Regions from separate parts of the Mus musculus genome. Here region 1 is linked to region 2. The links are chromatin contacts, called in public HiChIP or PLAC-seq maps. All regions are on one chromosome and are shown on one strand. The core of a region is the stretch at or near the end of the contact, and the rest is flanking DNA. Distances in the headings are between cores, read along the strand shown. Region 1 overlaps Pakap (paralemmin A kinase anchor protein). Region 2 overlaps Pakap (paralemmin A kinase anchor protein).

Region 1 (4,252 bases), core at 1,095-3,594, 120 kb before region 2:
TAATCAATTACTAGTTGACCTGCCCTGGTATAGAGAAGTCTTTGAATGAGAATAAGACTCCAGCTTCTCAGGAGACACCAGGCTTAATTAGCTAACTTCTTTCATTTATCTTACCTGCTAGAGTCCCAAAGACCTTTTGCTAAGGTCCTAGACTTTCTGGAATGAGTGACAATAGAGGTGGAAAGGTAAGATTGAGCTCTTGAGATCGCCCCTCAAGAGTTGCCAGGTGGGGAGATTTGAGCAATGGTGTGGGGCCTCTAGGCATACTCAGCATCCTTCGAACATATGCCAGGCAGATAGACACTGGTTCCAAATATACAGGGACACGTGTTCATTCACAGATCACAACAGTAGGCTGTCAAGAGGAGTTGGCACCTTGGAGATTCATGTTTCTTAAGACAGTATCTCACGATGTGAAGGATGGCCTTGAACTCACATAGCCCAGACTGACTTCAAAACTCACTTCTGCTTCTTCCTCCCAGGCGCTAGGGTTACAAGCTCAGCCACGATGCCTGCTTTATGCCTTGCTGGTGACTGAATCCAAGCAAGCGCTCTACCAACAGAGCCCTTAGCTCCTAGAGACCCACTTCTCACAGGTGGTAAATCCCCAGCCTTCACTTCTAGATCATCAAGGCATGCGTGGGTGGATTTTAGTGCTACAGAGACTCAATTGCATCTCTGAGATGGAGCAATAGTGAACAGTTTTCTTATACATCTTTAATCCTAGCACTTGGGAGTCAGCGACAGAGGTAGACAGATTTCTGTGAGTTCCAGGACAGCCAGATCTACACAGAGAGAGCAGAGTTGAAGAGGAGGTGGGAAGTTTGAAATAGTCTTCTGTAGCCTATGCTGGCCTTGAACTCAGTATGTAGCTAAAGATAATCTTGAGCTTATACTCTCCTTGAATGCTGGAAATATAGGCATATGCCACTATATCTAACTTTAGGTTGTACTGGGGACCAAACTCTGGGCCTCATGTATGCCAGGCAAGCCTCTACCAACTGGGCCACAACCCCAGACTCACAATGGTCTTTTAAATGAAACTTTGAGAAACAGTACATGAGAGTGGTAAGCATGCATGCTCTAGATCTCGAGTCTAGAGCCAGTATGCTGGAGTTTGAACCCACTACTTACCAGCCATCAGTCAAATAGCTCTGGGCCAGTTCCTTACTCTTAATATTACATAGTTGCTATAAAGACTAAGTTAACACTGGTAAAGGTTAATATCCAGAACAGAAAGCATCCAATGACTGTAGCTGCTATTTGACCGGAATCTGAAGAAATAATACAACCGTGGGGTGAGACTGTGTAATCCCTTGGGCATTCTACATACGATCTGTGCAAGTCTGGAAAGCCAGAAACGTTGTTTCACACACTGTCAGGTTGGTGACTGTTGCTGGCCACCCTCTCAAATGTCCAGACCATCTCCCATCAACCCTTCTTCCAACAGTAAATGTCTAGGAAGCAGAGTAAACTGTCTACACTTAGCTTCTGGTTTTCACACTGATGTCTTTGCCAAATAAGACTTTATTTTAAGGTCTGTGAAAGCCGTTTTCTTACTATACTGTTTATCATCTCTGGATACTGAAGTGACTGTCATCTGTAAACTGTAAAAAATCACAGGAAGACACAGATCATTCCAATCGTCTATAAATCCTTTTCACTCATTTCAGTGAGGAACCTGTCACAGTGGGGTTTCTATCTGTCCTGACTCCTGGATCCCAGCAGAATAAGGGACAAGGTAAGAGTCAGTATGTACTTAATAAGCCAATATGTTTATTATAGAATGCATACAACCACTTTAGAAAACACTGGGATCAACACTCCCCCACCACCAGAGAATCCCAGGAAAGAGGTCCCCTCCCAACACTTGGAAGTCAGAGGCAGGAGCATCATCATGAGTTCAAAGCAGCCTGTGCTACACAATAAATTCCATACCAGCCTGGATTACAGAGTGATTCTGTAGTCAAACGCAAGTGAAAAAACACAAACATACACAAACAAACTCTGGGATTCAGACTGCAGGACTCAATGCTCTGGAATGATCCTAAGGTTGTTCTTACGGCAAGTCCTTCACGACCCTCATGACATTTAATTCTTACATGCATGATGGCTAGACAGAGTGGATAATTATGGCTCGGATCATGAAAGCCCAATGCTGATTCCAGCCAGCATCACATCTGAGAACAATAGTCAGAGTTAGTTCGGAATTTTGGCCAATTCCAATATGATGGAATGAGAAAGTTCCCATAGAGAAGCAAGTAGGCCATTAGAAAAAGACAATGCCTGCCTAACAGAAGAAAACCTATGGAAAACCTAGAACAGAAAGTAATGCCAGCGACGGCCAGTAGAGGTCGCAGAAAGCAAGGCTGTCTTAGCTGGGCTGGAGGAGGAGCCTCCAAAGAGGTGATTGGTGGCAGAAGAGACTTTGGATATTCAACCCCAAGGAAGGAAGGTCGCAGGCCTCAGAGACAAAGGAGAAACTGGTTCTGTTCTACAAACTTGCTAACTTGGTCAGCTCTCTATCCTGGGCCTTAAGACCACCAAGCATCCTCCCTACAGTATGGTACAAGTCATGTCTTAGAACTCCATGCCCCATCTTAGGAATCACACAAGTCACTGGAAAGCTGAAGAATGGGAACTGTTCCACACCTGACTCCTTCCTCAGGGTCCTGAGTTCAGAGTCAAAGACTTCTCATAGGATTATGGGAAACGTGTGGTATTTCCCCAACACAGCAGTTCATGGGGTCATTATAAGAATGAAATGTGGCTGGGCGTGGTGGCGCACACCTTTAATCCCAGCACTTGGGAGGCAGAGGCAGGTGGATCTCTGAGTTCGGGGCCAGCCTGGTCTACAAAGTGAGTTCCAGGACAGCCAAGGCTACACAGAGAAACCCTGTCTCAAAAAAACAAAAACAAAAACAAAAAGAATGAAATGCATATGTCTGAATAGTGAGTCACATCAATCTATGTCCTCACGAGGGCCCTACAAGTTCTATGACCTAGGGGACGTGTATTAGAAGAATCTGCAAACTGTGGAGTATCCTGGGTGTTGTGTGCATCTCATGGCTCCCGTATCCTTAGCTTTCATCCCAGGTTGGCCCATCAAACTTTGCTCTTCTTGAATTTGTCTCTTCACTGGGTGAATGATCAAGTACCTGAAAATGGCCTCCCTATTCAGTGATTAGCATCCTGCTATCCAGACGCGCCCTGGACTGGAGAGAGGGCCATCTCACAGAACGCCTGCATCCCTGGGAAGCAAGAGCAGACCATGCCAGGCAGAGCTCAGGGTGGGCTTCTGTTGGTTTAGGCTGAAGACTGGGGTTGACACATATAAAGTATGGAACAGGTACCGTGTAACATTATGCAACTGTCACAAAGAAACCAACAGGACAAAAATCAGCCTGCATTTCCCAGTAGACAAAAGGAAACATCTTCAACTTATTTCATAAACATAGTCCTGTCTAAAATAATGGAGTAAATTTGAGCCTCACATTTTGGGGGTAATTGAGGGCAGGCAGCCCCACACGGCTAGGGTGATCTCTATTACCCTGGCTATATGAAATAATCTTCAGTGCTACAAACAAATCAATAGCATTACATAAACAAACTTGTCAAACAATAGGTTTTTTAGAAAGGTGTGTGAGGGCCAGCAAGGTGGCTCAGAGCATAAAAGTATTTGCTGCCAAACCCAATGGCCTCAGTTCAATGTCTGGGACCTATATAGTGTAAGGGGATAACTGACTCCTGCAAATTGCTCTCTGACCTCTACATGTGCATCAAGGCATGTGCACACTCACACCCACCTATACACCCACACACAATAAATATGTGTATGTGTGGTAGTTTGAACAAGAATTGCTCACATAAGCTCACATATTTGGATCCTTACTCACCAAGGAGTGGTACTATTTGAAGGAATTAGAAAGATTAAGAGGTATGTCCTTGTTGGAGGAAGTGTATCACTGGGGGTGGGCTTTGAGGTTTCAAAGGCCCATGCCAAGCCCAGAATGTCTCTCTCAGTCTCTCAGTTTCTCTGACTCTCTCTCTCTCTCTCTCTCTCTCTCACTGTCTCTCTGTCTATGTCTCTCTGTCTTTGTCTCTCTCTGTCTCTCTGTCTCTCTCTGTCTCTCTCTGTCTCTCTCTGTCTCTCTCTCTCTGCCTGTGAATCAGGATGTAGCTCTTAGCTACTGCTCTAGCATCTATCTGCAGGCAGGCATGCTTCCTGCCATTATGATAATGGATTACACTT
Region 2 (4,289 bases), core at 511-3,010:
ATTTCCTTTAGCCAGGGAACAAATTTAGAGCAACCTTTACATATGTGCAGTGTAGACAAAACTTTTGGTCCCAAATGTGTCTTTTTGTCCCAGGGTGGGAGGCAGCAGAAAACAATACCCCTCAATGTTGTCACCATTGAAAACAAAGGGCAAAGAACTCTCCACCTCCAGCAACAAAAGGCTCTCCAGAATGGCTTCTTATACTCAAAGCCAAAGAAAGCTGTAACCTGTGACCCCTATTCACTGCAGGAAGAGTCCAAATGCTTCCCCTGCTTTGTAATGGAGAACATCTGCCTTTCTCAGGGGACAGTCTCTCTCCCAGCCACACGTTTCACACGGAGAGAGAAGCGTCCTCTTTGCATGTGGCTGTCCACCCAGAATCTTCCTCAACTTGGAAATGGGCCGTTCTCAAACACTACTCACAGCCTCAAGGTACCTCCAGGGTGCCAGTCTTGTTTGTGGCTTAAGCAAGGGAGAAATGTTACAGATTTAATGACAATACAAGTGTTTTGTTTTTGTTTTTGTTTTTTTTTAGAAGAAGTCTTGAGGTTTACACTCATCTTCAGAAACACTTAAAGTTTTTTGTTTGTTTGTTTTAAGATAGGTTCTCATTATGCAGCCCAGGTTGGCCCCAAATTCACAGACATCTGCCAGTTTCTACATTTTGAGTGCTGGGTTTAAAAGTGTAGGACAGGCTAGTTTTTAGTCTTAACATTCATAGAACAAGAGGGCATAGGATAACCCGCCATGTTGGGATTGAAGAAGCCATGTACTGTCTGTCACCCAAGACTGGAAACATGCAATTACTGATAGAAAATAGAGCAGTTCATGATCAGGTTTCTAGGAGAGAAGCAATGGCTTTGAGGGCCAGATGGATGGGTAAACTACTACCAACTGGAAGGAGGTACTAGAAGCTACCAACAGGAAGGAGGCACTGGAAGCAGTCTTGAAGCAAATCTTCCCAAACCTGCACTGTCCACTTGTTTTCTTCCCAGTCAGGTTGGACTTCTTCCCTGGGCAGCATTTTAAAAGAACAGGCTCAAACAGGAGGCCTGGAAAGTACTGCTCACCCTGCCCTGACCCAAGAATGGACTTGTAATAGCAAATTACATCCCAGAGTTGAGGAGGTCAGTGGGGATGGTTTCCTTCTAAGCAGCTGGGTGATAGGGAAATAGTTTAGTCAGCAGAGTGCTTGCAAGCTTGAAGATTGGAGTTTGATCCACAGAAGCCAAGCTAACAAGCCAGGCTGCTGTTTGTCATCCCAAAACAGAAAGTCCCAAGGCTCGCAGGGCAGCCAACCTAGCCTACTTGGTGAGCCCCAGAGCCAGAAAACAACCTTGTCTCAAAACCTAAGGTAGGTAGACAGCATCTGAGAAGCAATGGCAGCAATGTCTTCTGGATTCTGCATACGCGCGCGTGTGTGTGTGTGTGTGTGTGTGTGTGTGTGCCTGAATTACTCCAGAATTACTAGAGAAGTATCATTACTTTATGGGCCAAATGAGAATATAACCTCATAAAACTGCTACATTTCAATAAAAATGACCCCAGACCTTGTAGCTTGTCCACTGTCTAGATTTACCTCCTGTTTTCCACAGTCAGCCAAACTGCTGCTCACAGCTTTTAAGATTGACTTGTTTCCAAGAATAGCTAACCTCTTCCTTGGAAGAGTTCCAGCAGCTTCAGAGTACATAGCATCACAGCGCATCCATGTATGTGTGGCCTAACTGTCTCCAGATGGAAGTTCCTGGTAGCCTGGTTACTCTGCCCACAGGCCTTCCAGAGTTGGCTTATTTGGAACTAATCTATTGTCCATGTGGCTTCAGAAAGTGAGAGCCCCTTTAGTGCCTATAAACTATGCTGTGATCCTGCAGGAAAAGGGAAAACCTCTTTCTAGTTGTTGCTGGCAGAGGCAAACTTTTGATTCCTTCTCTGACTCTCTTGCATTCTTCTTTTTCTGCTCTTTTTTTTTTTTAAATACATGTTACCTCAGTTAGCCTGTACAATTAGCAACTAAATGAGCAACTAAGTGTTGCTCATCTAAACACACTGAACCTCAGGGAGAGCAACTGCACCACTACAACTCTGTGATGCATCTCCCGAGATAGTTAAGGACCTGGTCCTCTCTTCAGCTACCTCTTTGGTAGCATTACTGACAGCAAGCAGGAACGACTTCCAAGGCAATCAACTTATAAAAGTGTAAAAGTATAAAATCAAACCTAAACTGGGCTGGCTATGTAGCTCACTGCAGAGCATTTGCCTACCATGCATCAGGCCCTGGGTTCCTGCCCCAGTTTTCCAAAAACAACCCCGTAAGACATCAACACACTGGCCGGCATACTCATAAGCCAAATGTTATTCAACATTCAAGTCATGCTAAGCCAGGCATACAAGAATGTGTGCTGTAAGACTGCACAGCCTGGAGTTCTGGTGGGAGAGGCGACAGGGAAGAGGACAGGTAAGGTCTCACGGGAGTGGTGAGGATATTTTAAACCCGGTGGGGTTGGAGGTGTAGTTCAGCGGTAGAGTACTTGCCTCGGGCTTGTAACGATGCATTTGCTAAAAGTTATTAGACACGTGGATGATCTATATGGTATAAAAACTATATGCCCCCAAAAGGATTTTCTAAAAGCCAAAGGGAACTGAGTGTGGTGGCAGAGATGGAGGCTGAAACCAGGAAGGGAAGGAATTCAAAGGGGCTCTTAACTACATAGAAATGCTAAGGTCAGCCTGGGCTACATAAGATGGTTGTTTGTTTGTTTGTTTGTGACAGGGTTTTTCTGTGTAGCCCTGGCTGTCCTGGAACTCACTCTGTAGACCAGGCTGGCCTCGAACTCAGAAATCCACCTGCCTCTGCCAACTGAGTGCTGGGATTAAAGGCTTGTGCCACCACTGCCTGGTTAAGAAAAGAGAAAAATAAAAGAAAGAAGGAAGAGAGGAGACGGGGACAAAGGGAGGGAGAAGAGTAATTTTTTTTTAAAGGCTGTGAAATTGTAGAGCCTCTAAAAGATGAAAAATGGAAAAGAAGGGACTGTGTGCTGCAAGAGTGTGAGCCTGGCTATGCCCAGACTACTCACTGTCCTTAAATAGTTTGGCCTGGAACTCACAGAGCTCTGCCTCTCCCTCCTGGGAATGAGTGCTACCACATCCAGTGAGATTTTCTTTTCTTTCTTTTTCTTTTTTCTTTTTATTTGCTTGTATTTTTGAGACAGGTGCCTCTTAAATAGTTTAAATAATTTGCTTCAAACTGCTATTTAGTCAAGCTTACTCTTTAACTCTCAGCAAAGCTTCTAATCTCAGCCTCTGAAGTGTTGGGATTCTAGGCATGTGCCACCACAAAGGAACTGAAAGTGGGACCCACATATGCCAGGCAAGATCTGTACTCCCTACTCCTTAAAAAAAATCTTTGTAATGTGTCTAGCTATGAAGGAGATGTAACAAGAATATCCGGCAGAGAATGCCGCTGGAGAAGAGAACATCTGAATGATAGACGTGAATTAACCAAGCGAGGAGCAGGGGAAGGAGAGAGGAGCGAGCTAGGAAACTGCGGGTAAAAGCCAAATTAGTTTGTTTTTGTTTTTAAATAAGAACATTTCACGGATCTGTGTGTCATCCGTCAGCAGGGGAATTGCTAATCTTTGCCTCATTCCATTTTAGTGTATTCAAGGCCAAGGAAAGCAGAGCCACTGGGCTTTTAAAGCCTGGGCCCCTGCCCTTGAGTTTGGCCTGTTCTAAGAGGACTTAGAAGGCTAGGAGGGCTTCAGACAGAGGGGACTCATCCAACTGGCCTCAATGAAAGGCGACTCTAGATAAAGACTCAATAGAGAGGGCAGGGATGGGTGCAGAGAGAGGGCAGGGACATATGCAGAGCTGTAGTGGAAGAAATAGCTAGACACAGCCTGGGGTCAGAGGGAAGAAGCCTGGGTCTCATTCACTGTTCAGAGGGAGCTTAAAACCAGGTCTGTCACTGCAGGCCTGTAACCACGGTTACTTAAGAGGTGGAGGCAGGAGGATGGCAAGTTCTAGGCCGTCCTGGACAACAATAATGAGACCCTGTTTCAAAAGGAGACATACCTTAGTGGTGGACTAATTGTTGAATGTTCTAGTATGTTCAAAAGTCTTGGGTTCAATGCCCAGGATTACAAAAAGAAAAAAAGAGATAATTAAGGAAGGATAGGACAGGCATGTCCCCAAGCTCTGATTCAGATCAGTTAGATACGGTGGCACATACTTTTCTGGAAGGTTGGCACTGCAAAATGGCAAGTTTAAGCCTAGCCTGAGCAACTTGGTGA

The links. HiChIP or PLAC-seq counts read pairs in DNA pulled down with a chosen protein or histone mark.
Region 1: an H3K27ac HiChIP or PLAC-seq map of heart atrium shows a contact between it and region 2, with 9 read pairs. The contact joins two enhancer-like sites. A contact is called at or near these places in 4 of 39 promoter capture datasets (the C10 cell line, the HPC-7 cell line, liver and 1 more), 2 of 15 datasets of contacts at CTCF or cohesin (the NIH/3T3 cell line and large pre-B cells), 11 of 484 Hi-C or Micro-C datasets (the G1E-ER4 cell line, cortical glia, embryonic stem cells and 5 more), 8 of 115 datasets of contacts at active chromatin or transcription factors (bone marrow-derived dendritic cells, embryonic stem cells, heart atrium and 2 more) and 1 of 9 other capture datasets (embryonic stem cells).

Annotation. Positions count from the first base shown.
Region 1 is chr4:57,878,308-57,882,559 of GRCm38.p6, reverse strand. The region is part of intron 8 of Pakap (paralemmin A kinase anchor protein); the gene reads right to left. Among named protein-coding and RNA genes, the nearest start is that of Gm26138, 2.9 kb to the right of the region's middle. Within about 2 kb of position 2,344, at least 10 of the 459 cell types and tissues checked have an H3K27ac peak or open chromatin away from gene starts, as enhancers often do. A contact at or near this core is called in heart atrium, where this site is marked.
Region 2 is chr4:57,761,997-57,766,285 of GRCm38.p6, reverse strand. The region is part of intron 7 of Pakap (paralemmin A kinase anchor protein); the gene reads right to left. Among named protein-coding and RNA genes, the nearest start is that of Gm35099, 8.6 kb to the right of the region's middle. Within about 2 kb of position 1,760, at least 40 of the 459 cell types and tissues checked have an H3K27ac peak or open chromatin away from gene starts, as enhancers often do. A contact at or near this core is called in heart atrium, where this site is marked.